Regions from separate parts of the Hordeum vulgare genome. Here region 2 is linked to region 1. Evidence: chromatin contacts called from public Hi-C data. All regions are on one chromosome and are shown on one strand. The core of a region is the stretch at or near the end of the contact, and the rest is flanking DNA. Distances in the headings are between cores, read along the strand shown.

The links. Hi-C and Micro-C count contacts between places; a contact is called where the count stands out from the background.
Region 2: a Hi-C map of seedling shows a contact between it and region 1, with 3 times the contacts expected there. The contact joins the promoter of LOC123430369 here to the promoter of LOC123426899 in region 1. A contact is called at or near these places in 2 of 6 Hi-C or Micro-C datasets (leaf and seedling).

What each region holds. Positions count from the first base shown.
Region 1 is chr2H:509,141,569-509,149,114 of MorexV3_pseudomolecules_assembly, reverse strand. It overlaps LOC123426899 (galactose mutarotase-like), which reads right to left and starts at 3,184. Exons shown (of 7, transcript XM_045110805.1): 1 at 2,861-3,184; 2 at 1,950-1,995; 3 at 1,499-1,737; 4 at 1,363-1,412; 5 at 947-1,070; 6 at 736-843. The coding sequence starts at 1,685.
Region 2 is chr2H:509,646,039-509,653,527 of MorexV3_pseudomolecules_assembly, reverse strand. It overlaps LOC123430369, which reads left to right and starts at 1,620. Exons shown (of 3, transcript XM_045114234.1): 1 at 1,620-1,843; 2 at 2,538-2,600; 3 at 2,730-3,046. The coding sequence starts at 1,721. The coding sequence ends at 2,867. It overlaps LOC123430370 (pectinesterase-like), which reads left to right. Exons shown (of 2, transcript XM_045114235.1): 1 at 1-63; 2 at 241-1,198. The coding sequence ends at 935. It also overlaps the pseudogene LOC123430368.

The DNA of each region.
Region 1 (7,546 bases), core at 1,935-4,434:
AGTGCAAATCAACACTACAGTATAGTTGCGACTCAGCGTATGCTCCTGAGGAGGAGATGTCAGCACAACATGCGCCAACCTCGAGCTTTAGCCCAATCAGACATGTGTGGGTGTATCCTAGCCGATTTGCGCCCGTGCATGTGCCTAGTTCAGGTCGATCACCGAACCGATCTGTTAATAATTGTGTCTTACTGTGAAGTTCATGAGTATACTTATTTAGGTACAGAGGAAGCATGTGTTAATTTATATGCTTCACTTTAATTTTGTTTCGCTAATTTTGTCAATGGTTTTACAGTGTAATTAATTCCGTTATTTTTTTTAAAATGCTTAAACACACGAAGAGCACTCTTATAACTAACAATGCTCCTGTAGCAAAGAACGCACAGAGGCAACGATACAACCAAGAAAACAAAATTTGATATATTCTGGGATATGAAGATCAACTGGGACATGTTAATGTTCTGTGGGAAAATTCTGAATGTATAAGCTTATGTTCAAGTTTCTGTGCTGCATACACAACCCAAACGCTTTTAGCCAGGAGCCGCTTGGGAATAGGGCCCCCTTATCAGTAGAGGGTGTTCACTATGAGATGCCTAAACCATATGGGATGCGTTTTTCAGCGCATTTGGGAGGCCTTTTCAAACTTGACTTCTTGGATCCACCGAATTCTATACCATGGTGTCATACGACTAATCAACGAGCCAAAAGTTGGCAATTTTACTTAGTTTTAGTTACCTTGTTCTCCGTCCAAGCTGTGGTAGTAGAAGGTGATGTATGGGGAGTCACCATGGCTCACATGGTCCTTCACCGTCCAAATGACCTTGCCGAACCCCTTGGGGCCTCCTAAACAAGCAACAAGAAGATGATGGGATCAAATTTATCAATCTTACCATATCATTATGCATTGGATTTACAAAAATACATTGAAGTGAAGTATCAAGCATACCGTGAATCGTGTTGTTTCCATCGTTACGGAGGAGGTGATAGGTTTTCCCATCAAGAACAAAGCGGGCATTGGCGATTCTGTTGGCTACACGCCCAACCGTCGCTCCGAATGAAGCAGAGCCACGCTGATGAAGAGACCAGCACACAAACACACAGCGATTTTGAATTTAGGTGTGTTTGACCTTTGAATCATTCATGTAACATAGATACATAATTAAAGCTGCATTGCATATTTCAACATATATTACGGCCAGGAGCAACTTTCCACCTACTTTTTCGCCTCCGTAATACTTTTTTTCTCATGAAGCAGCGTGTGCGTTTGTGTGTGTTCCATACCATCATCCAATAAACAGAGAAGCAGAAAGAGTAGAACAATGTGTACTCAAACAGTGAAAACGGAGGAACTCGTGATCTTACCATATATTCAGCAGCAGTGTCATACCCAAGGACAACATCAGCCAAGTGCCCTACATAAAAGAAAGGTTTCACCTCTTGAGCAACAAGACGCAAACATGCATACAGGCCCTTGGAAGCAAGAGAAAGGTAACCATACCTTTGCTATCAGGCACAATGGCAGAGACGAGGGCAGCGCCCCAGTTGGTGACCTTGATGGAGAAATCCCCCTTCTTGTTCTTGAGTTCATAGAATCCGACCGCTGACTTCCGTGCAGCATTGGCGCTGCCAGCCAGTGCAAGGCACAGCAGCAACGCAACAGGAAGAAGTGCAGCTCTGGCCATCATTGGCTTGTCGCACGGGGACGTTGCACAGCACTACTAATAGCAGAGTGGTTTACTGGTTTGCACGTTGCAAAGGGCAGAGAAGAGGTCTGGTTAGTTGGCTACTCGAGCATGCATGAAAATGCTGGCCAAGTAGATCAATTGAGATTGCTAGCACAACATCATAAAGAATAATTACAACTAAATAATTCAGACATCAGCACATGTGCTCACACGTTAGGCTGTCAGAGAATGTTGTATTCATGGCTCTGTGTAGTAGTGTAGTACCCGTGGTTGCAGCTGATGACAGTGACAGCGTCTCAAACGATTTAACCTATTTCTGGTACAACAATCCAAAAAAAGGTTGTCCCCGCTATAAAATCTGGCAGTAATCTCGAAATGGTGAGAATTCAGCTCAGGTCGGATTTAACAGCGTCGTTTGTAAGGATGCGAGTAGTAATGCATAGGCGTTTAAAATCTCTGCTGGGGCAAAAGCTGCATTGTTCTAACTTCTAATTAAGCTGCAGCAGTTTTTGCTCCGCATTATTCTTAAAAATATAAAGCAAAACTCTGAAAGCTCATGACAACTTGGCAAGTCATAATTGCAGAAAAGGAGAAAAGGTTCTTTTATCATGTAAGGATCGGATTCAAGAAGAAGAAGCAGGAGATACCGAACAGAAGATTGACAAAGATGTGATGTAAGGTGCAAGAATGCAGATCCCGACTCCTGACTGACGAACGTCACGAACCAGCCAACCAGGCATGCTCCTGACAGGCAGGTAATGTACGTTCCTCTCATCGAGAAACTTGAGAGGTAACTCGCCTTCGAGTTCTACATATTTTCTTCATTTCTCTACATATGGAACAATCAACAATGTACTGTAGAGATCTGTTTTGCAGGGATGAATCGTTGCACACCGCAAGAACTTGCTTCGTCAGAGGGTCAGGGAGACGAGAAAATTCCCACAACAGTAAGGCCAGGGAGGCAGAAACCCGACGAAGAGCACTCGATCCACACACCCACAATTCCTCCCCCCACAGCCATTAGCCAGGAACTAAACTAACAACTCCTCTCCTGCCCCTGCTAATTACCAAGCCCCTCTGGCCTCAACCACACCAACCTCTACCACAAAAGGGAATGCCAATATGCCATGCCGGAGAGGGAAAGGGGGGGGGGGGGGGGAATAGGAGGAGCTTACCGGCAACAAGACGCAGAGCGGAGTGCAGGGGAGGGCGCCGGCGGTGCGCTCGATGGGCGCGGCCGTTCGTCGCCGGGTTGGGGGGTGGGGGGTGGGGGGGGGGGAATAGGAGGAGCTTACCGGCAACAAGACGCAGAGCGGAGTGCAGGGGAGGGCGCCGGCGGTGCGCTCGATGGGCGCGGCCGTTCGTCGCCGGGTTGCGCGATGGGGAGTGGAGCGCGCACTGTTTGTTTTGTTTCTTGATGATGATGAGGGGAGTGTAGTGTAGTGCGCTTGATCGGGATCTGGAATTCTGGATGTTTTCCGCACGTTGCTGGATGGCCTATTGGCCTTGCTGGATTATATAGCGATAACAATCGGGGTGTTGGGAGGGTAATGGGCCGTGAGATAACCACTCAAACCCGAACTGAACGCGGATATTGGTACTGCTCCAGGGCCCGTGTTCCCGGCCGTTTCCTGGAAAACCGTAGACCGTTGCTGCTGTGCTGAACGGCCGCGCGGCATGCAGATAGTCGCTCTTACGTTGATATCGAGAAAATTATTTTCTTAACGAGGAGCAAGCAGTGCACATCACTATGAACATACATTACGTATATACACATATTTTATTTTTATACGAGCACTTTCAAAAGACCGAGTTAAAATAAATCCAACAATAATATGAGGAAAACTTAGACTTTGGTGGACCAGGAATACCATTATACCTACAACCATCCAACCATTCACGGGAGTAAATTAATTGAATGCTAATATTAAGTAGGATATTAATTAAGATTTTTTTTATCAACAAGATTTTATTCCTTAAATAATAGTCAAATCATTTACTACAATGGAGTGGGAAATAAGAATATTAATTACGTGTTAATTACATGGACAATGTAGATGTTGATATTTTGTATAATATTAACTAAATGCTAAACATGTTGAGTGCTTATTATAGAAGCAATACACATAGTTGGATTGAAATGGTTGGATGATATATTCGCTTTTTTAGGCAACTTGACGAAACTTTATTAAACCGTCACAATGTTTACAAGGACGAAAGAAAGGTCTCCCGGTTGGCCTAACCACACATGGCGGCCATCACCGAGAGAGAGCATGTTTCGCTAGGTTGTAAGCTTCCTCATTGGAGCTCCTAAACTCATGAACAAAATTACAAAACTGAAAATTCAAAGAATGATCTTTAATTTCATGTAACACTGCTCCGTAAACAACAGAGCTTCCTTTCCGAAGATCGTCAACCACGAGCTTGCAGTCTGAAGCAACGTTGTACATATAGGTCGTCTGAGAGCGCCAAGGCTTCTCTCATCCCCATTGCTTCTAAAGTTGGAGGATCTGTGATATACTTGAACGACCGAGCCGACGCACCCAGGAAGTTGCCTTCGCGATCCCGACACAGAGCAGCAATAGATCCAAACCTGCCCCTAGTCGACACCGCAGCGTCAACATTGAGTTTAGCGCACCGCTCCTACCGGGGCAACCATTGAGAGGGTTTAGGAGCAGTATGGGCCACCGGCGTCGGAGGCTTGTTGTGGCTGACCTCCAGTTCCGACAAAAAACAAGTTATGAATCCATGCGTCACGTGTGAAGACTAGAATTTGTTCTCACATATTAACTTTTGTCTAGCACCCCAAATTGCCGAGGTGGTAACCACCAAGCAGACAAAGTCATCAGCCTTAAGAATTTTATGTAGAGCAAAGAGCCACTCCTTCGGGTCATCTTGTTGATTTTCACTAATTTTCTCGACCAATTCCTCAGGCGCTAGGGCCCATATACTCCTTCACATGGTGCAGGTGAGAAGGGCTTGTCTCCAACTATCTCTCGCTTTGCAGACCTGCATTGAGAACCAATATATTTTGAACTCTCAAACGGACAACACAGCCGCACAAGTTGACACTCCTAAAGAAAACATTCCAGATGTTGCGATCGATCTGGGAGCCATTGTCGGGACGTCACAAATGGATGAGCCGATTTTAATGGACAACCAGCAAAGATTATAAGTCCCTCAGTTGCTCCTCATGTTCATCCACCAAGTCCGGCTCGAGATCCTAGTCCGGCGACTCATGTGGATGATCCTATTACACCAGCTGACCAAAAAACTCCAGATGTTGTTTTTATAAAGGAACAATTTCACGTTCCTGTTGCTTCCACCTCTCTTGCTAAGATTGTGGCTAAGGAAGAAATAGTGAATTTGGAAAGTAGGAAAGGCCAATTGGAGGTCCCGAATATGTCTCTGTTGAGTATTGAAGAGATCCACGAGCAATACTTCACCCGGCTATTTGAAAACCAGGAAACTGAAGCCAATAAGATTCATGCACTCAAGGAGAAATACGAGGTAGAAACTCCTACTTGCCTGTTTCCAATATCAATTTCAGTCTTTGTGTGTAACATCCCAAAATTATATATTTTGGAATGTTATAACATATAAATAATTTGGATTTTTTTGTTTGAATGATGTGTGATTGATTGTTTGAAATTGAGCGAGATTTGAAACTTTTGAATGAGAGGGAATAAAATGACTTTCCCAAAATTTTCTATTTTGAATCCCTTTCAATTTTGAGTTTGAATATTTTCAAAACCCTGTGATAAAAAAATCAAATGAGAGGAGGAAAACTGACACTCCAAAATCTGGGACAATGTCTTGATTCAAATTTTAAGTATTTGCAATTTATTTGAAAATGCAATTCCTTTTCATTTTAAAGTTATTGCAAAAAAATATTTTTTTAAAAATAATTTTATTTTGTCTTGAAAATATGTTCATGTTGTAGAAAATTTTATTCTGAAAATTTTGATATATAATATGCCTATATAAAATATACTCTTAATTTTGCTAATATTTTTTTCGCTGTTTATTTTCAAAAATAAAAAAAAGCACTATTCACGAGGAAACACTGTTCATCCGAAATAAAAAAAACAAGCCTCACCGATTTGGGCTGATGCGGCTGGCTGATTCCTTTTGGCCCATGCGACTTCTCTCCCTTCTTTTCTTCTCTTTACGTATATGTTTAGTCTCACATTGCCTAGCTATTAACCTTTAGACCTTCTTTCCACCTATAAATATAGACCCATAGGAGCATCTAAAAAAATCATCTATTTTGGGTTAAATCAATCTTTTGGTTTGACTAGGTTTATTAAATAAAAAATTTCTCTTCTCTTCGGCGGGATTTCTTGAAGTCGTCTCCTCATTGGAATTAATTCTTACTCTCCATTGTAAGGTATTTCTCTTTGTATTTTTTATACTCCCGTAGTTTATTATTTCTAGACTAATATTCCTACACTAGTATACGGTAGAGTAATTAGATTTATCAATAAGTCTCTGTATTTACACATAGGTCCTCGAATTCTTTTAGACATAGCACTTTTCTTCCGTAAAACAGCTTGACCCTGATTTTTTAATAGCCATAACTTTTTACTCGTTTATCCGAATTAGATGAAACCAACGTCTAGAGTTTCGTCTTGATCCCACCTATCCAGTGAACCTATCATATCAAATTTTTGAAATTTTTAAATTTCGAAATTTGTTCAGATTCATATTCAAACTTCTTTTGATCATATCTTTTTATCCGTAGCTCCGTTTTAGATGAATCCAATTGCGTCGGATTCGTCTCAAAGTAATCTTCCCGTTTGTATCATTAGTTTTAACTTATCAACTTATAATTTTGATCAAATCATATTTATCTATTAGTGCCCAAAAGTGTTCACATCGTTCTAAGCTAATTCAATGTTATATTAAAGTATTTGTATCTTTTGATCCGCTATTTCAAATCTAGTAATTCTTTTTTCTACATGTTCATATTGATCTCCTATATCCAGTAGCATCATTAGTTTCGACCCTTGAACCTTACAAATTTGAGCGATTCAAATTTGTATTCGAACATTCATTTGATCTTATCTTGCAAATCGTAACACCTTTTCAATTGATTCCTTTTACCCCTAAATACTCATATCATATATTTTTGTACATAACCATCGTACTTCAGTTCAACTTCTTTTGACCTTCTGAATGCAAATTCTAGTCATACTTCAATTCGCTATAACTTGTGTTGTAGTGCTTCATTTCAAGAAATTATTTTTACAAATAAATTCTTATGTCTTATACTATTTGTCAAACAACATTCATGTTGTGATGGGGTTATAGTCCCAGGGTAGGGTCATAGGCCTGCCCTATAGGTCCTACCCAAGGACTACCCGTCATAAAGGACAAGGCCCTTAGACAGTTCCGACTGAACTAAGGACTCCCCCATCATCCAGTCGGTGACGAGCATTCGGAGCGTATTTAACGTACCGACTGAATCCCACTCTGTACATCGTAACCTCCCAAGAGGGCAACGATCATACGTTTTCACACCATTATTAGCATTTAAGGCATACGTTACCTGTAACGTAGGCATTTATTCGCCACTATTCCACCCCTGTCCACCGGGCCGTTGTGAAGGGCATCACACTCTATATAAGCCGCTCTTCCCCACTGGTGCAGGGGTTGACATTTACTGTAATCCTATATTCCACTCGACACTAAGCTCCCAAGAGCACTGAGATGTAGGGCTTTTACCTCCACCGTAGAGGGGCCTGAACTCATACAACCTCGCCGTAGCTAAGGCTCTGCCCATCCTTTCGTACCCTACACATCTACTGTCAGACTTATACCCACGACAGTTGGCACCCACCGTGGGGCAGGCGTCCAAG
Region 2 (7,489 bases), core at 371-2,870, 510 kb before region 1:
GCCGCGTCACCGGCAGCAAGAGCTTCGCCGACGGCATCACCACCATGAAGACCGCCACCTTCTGTGAGCCCTAGCTACTGTAGTATTTGGTGCAAGTTACTCCTTCCTATATATGCATGCATGCATGCATGCGTACGGTTTGGTTAGGTTAGGTTAGGTTAGGTTGCGGAGGGCATATATATATTGCAGGTAGTAGTAATTAACAAGGTACGTACGTATGTTGTGTGGTGCATGGTGCAGCCATTGAGGCGGCCGGGTTCATCTGCAAGAACATGGGGTTCCACAACACGGCGGGCGCGGAGAAACACCAGGCGGTGGCGCTGAGGGTGCAGGGCGACCTGTCGGCCTTCTTCAACTGCCGGTTTGACGCGTTCCAGGACACGCTGTACGTGCACGCCCGGCGGCAGTTCTTCCGCAACTGCGTCATCTCCGGCACCATCGACTTCATCTTCGGCAACTCGGCGGCCGTGTTCCAGAACTGCCTCATCATCACGCGGCGGCCCATGGACAACCAGCAGAACTCGGTGACCGCGCACGGGCGCACGGACCCCAACATGAAGTCCGGGCTGGTCATCCAGAACTGCCGCCTGGTGCCGGACCAGAAGCTCTTCGTGGACCGCTTCAAAATCCCGTCCTACCTGGGCAGGCCGTGGAAGGAGTTCTCGCGGCTGGTCATCATGGAGAGCCAGATCGCCGACTTCATCAAGCCCGAGGGGTACATGCCGTGGAACGGCGACTTCGGGCTCAAGACGCTCTACTACGCCGAGTACGGCAACCGCGGCCCCGGCGCCGGCACCAGCAAGAGGGTCACCTGGCCGGGCTTCCGAGTCATCGCCAGGCAGGAGGCCGAGCAGTTCACCGCAGGGCCCTTCATCGACGGCGCCACATGGCTCAAGTTCACCGGCACGCCAAACTACCTCGGCTTCAAGGTCTAATTAACCGCGCGCGCGTCCATCATTCCTCGTCGAACCGCATGCATGCATGCATGCATGCAACGCCTTCGCCCTGTACGTACATGAGATACCGATCGAGGTAACGTATTGTGTGTACGGAAAGTGTGATGACCGATACTTGCAAGATGAGCCAACCTCCCTTGTTCCGTTACCACCTTCATTTCCCTTCTCTTCTTTACTTTGGTAAATGATGATTAAGTGTATGTCGTGACATTGATTAACTGGAAATGTATCATTCGGATGTCCATTAACTGCGTTGCCACCACTATTTTATTTTACACTCATGTTTGCTGCACGTACATCTGAATTGAACTTCTTATTTTGGACTATGTACGTAGTAGTAGTACGTACGTGACAGCACCGAGACAGAAGGGACCGACCGAACCCCTCCAATAATCTTCACGTCCGCATTAGCTTGTGTTTAACCCGGGTCAAAACAAACTTCCAAAGCAAGCTAGCATTTACGCCTCACCAAATTATCATGCACTCCGGCCTGGCATTCAACCATCCCCAAATGTGTGACGCCTGGCCGGACGCGGCAGGGAGATTACAAACTGCAATGAACTGGAATTGATACAGGAGAGAGCCGCCCGATACGTGTCACTTGTGACGATGCACGTATGATCTCCTCCCCACCGTCTCACTCGCCTCCGGCCGCCTACAAAAGGACCCCCCATCCTCCCCCACTGTCCCTGCATTGTGTGCTCTCACTCCCTAGCTATCCCCTTTCCATCTTCTCCAAAACTTTTCCAAACGATCCGAAGAGGATGGGCTCAATCAAGAGGCAGGAGTACTCCTTCGACGACGATGACGACAATTTCTATGTCCAGGATGATGATGACCTTCTAGAGGCCCCGACCCTCAGCAGCGAGCAAATGGCGCGCGCCAGGGTATGTATTAAACCTATGCTCAATTTCAATACTCAGCTATATATGGTTCTTGAATCGTGTCGACTTTCGCGCGCTTTTTTGAAATCACGGTTTCGCGCGCTTTTCTCCGTTTGAATGTTTTGTAGTAATTGTCTGCATTTTTGTGTTATGATTGTAGTCATGGATCCATACAATTCTAGCAAAAGGAAATCATGAAGGTTACTCTTTTCTTAATTTTGTAGGCAGGTTACAATTGGTTTCATGGATTCACACTTGGATCTTGTTATTTTGCTCGTATGTTCATAGATACTGCTTGCGTTATCTAGTTTGTGTTATCCAGTCTAGCACTAATACATAGTATGCCTCATATATGGCGAAAATAGATCGGACATGAAGTTCTGAGTAGGATTTTGAGATGCATATGCCTCACCGGAGAATTTTGATCCGCGATTCAAAGCTTCAATCTGAATATATTAATTGAGTACTAACTAGAGCAGTTACATCAACTAAAAATATTAGGAATACATCATATAGACGTAAACTACACGGAAAAGCCAGATGAATATTTTTTACGGGTAAAAGCCAGATGATTTACCACTCACATATTTGGGGAGCAATTTTCTTACTACTACCGCCGCCGCACCTGTATGAATTAACTCGCGGTCTCAATTTCCTGGTGCAATTACAACAGTTTGACTTGTTTCACTGCATGCAGGAGGAAGCTCTGTACGTGCTGAAAACCAAGTCCCCTGAAGAGGCTTTCAAGATTTTCACCGAGGTAGAAGTAGTAGCACCGCTCATTTCTTTGTTCTACTTTAAATTACTCCCATGTTATCTTAGCACCACTCTATCTAGTAGTACAAGTAAAAAGCATTCACAAATTATGTTCAAAAAATATATGTTGTAGGGTTCCTTTTACAAAATTGACGTGCCACTATTGGGACCGGAGCAGGAGGGCAAGGCCCCGACCACCGCAACGCCTCCAACAGCCCCCTCCAACGGGAAGGAGCATCCCCAGACCACTATGGCTCCGGCTAGGAAGTGAGTCAGCATGAGCAATCCGGTCGCTTCAAGAAGTTATAGTAACTGCCCCCGTCGTAGTAGCGTCCTGCCCATCTGATCATGCTGAACCATGAATAATTGTGTGTTTGTTTGTTTGTGAGCCTAAGAGGGACCTGTATTCCTATTTCGTGATCCATCGAATGAACCAACCATTTCGTTTAATGCTCTAGATTTTGTTCGTTTAAATGCACGTCAACAACGAAACTGTATGTTTCTCATCTTCTGTCGTTGACGCGGTCTATTCATCGAATGATGGAATATTTCATGAAAAAATAGGTAGTTTCCTAAATATTTCACATTTGAAAGCTTGTGTATCAAAATTCAATCTTCAACCCACACTCTTCAATGACCGTGTCCATCAGGTGATGGAGAGTCTGAAATAATCCGGTGTTCGAAAAGAAAAGCCACACTATCTAAAAACAAGAAAAGACGCTAGCATTTCGCTCACCTCACGCTGCAGATAACCGAAAACGCAGTACCATCACCTATATATCCGAATGCAAAATACACACAACCCTCTTGCGTGTCCTTGCTCAAGTTCATGCTTAACAACGTGCCGTGACCGAGATTAACAAAAATATATCCGTAATTAATTTGCTTAAAGCTAGCGATCGACGTTATGTCCACATATATTTTGTCGCAAATGCCGAAAGCGTTTTCCGTTGTGAGCAGCGCACGCATCCGATGTTGTAGCCATGGCACCGTTTCATGCGTGCTGGGGTTTTGCCTTTGCGTCCTCACCCTCTGGAAACGTACGTACATGCACGCAGGTGGGTCGCCGTGTCACCTCACCTGATCCGCGCGTGAGCCTCGTGGCCGAGGCTGTGGCGTGTGCCGCGTCACTATGGCTTCCTCCCGCTTTCGGTTCTTGGCCGCTCGCGCACACTGGCTGCGCGGTGCCAAATCTGTGACAGCAATGCGGGTCGTCGCGTTCTGTGACCCGGAGTGTAGCGTAACGTGATCCCCAGAGTCAACTTTTTGCCTACACAAGTTAGTTGGGCCCGTTCATTGCTTTTTAGCAAATACACGATGGCCTGGCCCAAACCTAACGCAACATGCACGCCTAATTTTTATTTATTTTTTCTCGATGGGAATGGAGCCGACCGGATAAAGTTAGAAGTTAGAAGGAGAACTTGAGGAGCATGTCGTGCTTGTACACCTGGCCGGGCCTCACCGTCACCGACGGGAACTCGGGGTGGTTCACGGCGTCCGGATACGCCTGCGTCTCAAGGCAAAACCCGCCGTATTGCCGGTACACGACACCGCCCTTCCCTTTGGTGCCGTTCAGCCCGTTGCCGGTGTAGAGCTGCATGGCCGGCTGGTTGGCCCAGAGCTGCAGCGCGCGCCCGGAGGCGCCGTCCCGGACCGCCGCCACCTTCCGCATGCCGTCCCCGTCGATCACGTAGTTGATGTCGTACCCGCGGACGCCCTTGCCGCCCATGACCTGCCGGATGCGCGCGCCGATGGGCGTCGGCGTCCGGAAGTCGTAGCTGGTGCCGGCCACGGGGTCGACGCGGCCCGACGACGGGAGGAGCTCCTCGTCCATCGGGGTGTACCGGGACGCCGAGAGCTGGAGCGTCCGTCGCGTTCGTGAGGATGCTCAGCGCGTACGGGCTCGACACCTGGTACGTCGCGTACACGTCCAGGTCTCCGGGGAATCCTGATTCGTACGTACGTAATTGGTTGCAAGCATGCATGCATGATTGATCAACGACATGGCAACTTTTTGAATGGTATAAAGAATTGTTGGGTCGTATCGTTTTGTTTACCTTGCTCCCCGTCGAAGCTGCGGTAGTACAGCGTGATATACGGGGAGTCGCCGCCGGCGACGTACTCCTTCACCGTCCATATGACTTTGCTGAAACCCCTGTGGCCGCCTGTAACAACAGAAAATTGATCACCGCGTGTTATGGCGGGTAGCTCTTTGACAAAATCGAACAATATGCATACCATGGATGGCGTTCCTGCCGTCGTTGATGTACGTGTGGTATACTTTGCCGTCGAGGACGAACCGGCCTCTGGCCATTCGTTGCGCCACACGCCCGCTCAGCGGCCCGAAGTAGGCGGTATCGTTCTGGTTCGCAAGAGCAAATATTCAGAGGAAACAAATTGGAATTGTCATAATGCCAGTAGTTTCTCCGGTCATTGCTAGGGTGAAGAAAGATTTCATGTCCTTTTCATTCATGCCATCTTTTTCTTTTTTGTGTGTGTGTGTGTCTGTGAATTGTTCATTCATGCCATCGGCCAGCAATCTTTGGCGCACTGGTCTATTTGCACACATGTTTGCATTTCGGTTATTCGTGCCATGCGCCGTAAAGGAAAGATGCAAAACGAACACCGGGGCAGATATATAAGAGCAAACCTACATATGAACCGACTGTAAAAAAAAAACAATTGCACACAGTTTAAATAGATGAATGCAAGAAACATGTTCTTTTTTTTCAGTTGGAGAAGATGGGATTGGGACTTCGGAGATCTTACAACATATTCAGCGAGGGTGTCTTTACCCAGGACAACATCGGCCAAATTCCCTACAAAATCATTTCCGCATATCAAGCCTCACGCACAAAAACAAGCTCACAACAAATGAAGGAAGCTATTAAACATGGCAATTTTACTCATGAGTTCTTTTTTTCTTTTGATGAATATACTCATGGGTTTGGATACCCAAACCCCCATGTGTATAGTTACGGTGTTTTAATTTGTGCATGAGGCAAACACAGGGTTGGTAATCTGATTATTTATGGGTCGGCATGAAATACAATTCTTTACAAAGAGAACAAAAACCTTTCTGTTATGTGGGCCGTCAAAGTTTATCACACAACCCTTCCTTTTGTAAGTAGATTACTTTCTAATATGCATAATCGAACTTTGTTAAGTTCTATGAATAGTGGGCACGTGAAAGAGAGGTGCAAGAAATTAACACGAGCCTATGAAACTAAGAGTGAAAATACACATTAGAGATCGTTTTAGTGCCTACAAATCATCTATGTATGAATGGGGAATACAGAACATATTATTGTGTATTAAAAAGGAAATATATAATTGTGAAATCTAACTTCCCCAGGTTCTTGCAAAAAAGTATTTTGCTTATTTTTCATTTAAAATGGTATTTGTTACATTGATAAAAAACCAATAGGCAAGATCATCGAATTTGAGCATGGAAATGGATTTCATCTACGAGTATATTCATGGACATCAACAACAAAAGTTTAGTTTGATATGACTTAACCCTTAAAAAACATGTGACACCCTAAGAGGATGCATGATTTCGGGGTACTAACAAAAGAATAATTTCTGATTTTATATTATTTAAAAAGGGAGGAACATCGTGTGATCATCATACCTTTGCCGTCGGGTAGGATGATCGACATGATAGTCGCGCCCCAGTTGGTGACCTTCACGGAAAAATCCCCTTTCTTGAGCACGTACACACCAACCATCTTCCTCGCTTCGCCACCACAAACCAGCGCAGAGGCCACAAGGCACAAGAGAACGAGAAACACTAGAGCCCTAGCCATTGGGTTAGCACGTAGGAAGAAGACGATGGCTCAGAAGATGCGGACACTCAACCGAGTGAATCACACGTAGTAGAATGGATGGGCACTTATATCAACTAGGATCATTCATTATCTATGAAGTGAGGAGATCTCAACTAGTGGACTTTTTCTAGAGATTTGCATGCTTGATGACTACTGGCTTCGAGAACCCGTGAAAAGAATATGCACCTATGAAGTGAGGAGATCTCGACTAGTGGACTTTTTCTAGAGATCTGCATGCTTGATAACTACTGGCTTCAAGAACCTATGGAGGAAATATGCACAATTGATTGGCAGTTCAATGTAAACCAGGTGAAAAAAAGGAGTGGACTAGGGAGAGCCGCCGCATGGTTGGATGCATGCAACAATGACCATGGGCATGGCATTAACCTTCAATTTTGAATTTTGATTTTTTTAATCTCTCAAACCATTATCCTGGTTGATGATATGCATGTGATGTTGTCTTTTATTTGACATACTTGATGGAGAGCGCAAGCATGTCTCCTAAGTTGCATTCTGCATGGTACTAATAAGGACCACAATCTTCGCATGCATCATCATTTGTTATTCATTCACCTTCATGTACCCCACTCGTGCTTGCAACGTGTTAGCGATAAAATTGAAAAGGTAGCGGATATAAAAACATTCTATACCACCGGCTCTAGGCATTGGGTCCCTTACACTCATTTGGTAAAAATGATGCACAAGTGAAGGTTTCCTAAACTTGAACTAAACAGGGAGGCTTGGCTTTTGCTCTGTAGTTTCCCTTTCGATCATAATATTCACGAGATTAATGATGCAGTTAGCAAGTTTAGCAAATTTGTGAAGTTGGACAGAGTTAGTAGCACTAAGGCCAATATGATGATTAAGATTAAAGTTGAGGAGCTGAGTGATATCCCGAGTAGTGTTGTATTCGGAGATGGAACAAATCTAGATTCACTCACTGTACCTTTGGTTATTCTACAACATCAGGTTCTAGGAGTGGAACCACATTAGCGTTTAATGAAGCTATGAACCACTCTATGCTGGACTCCCTTATAATTCACCAGGCCTGCCATGACTACCC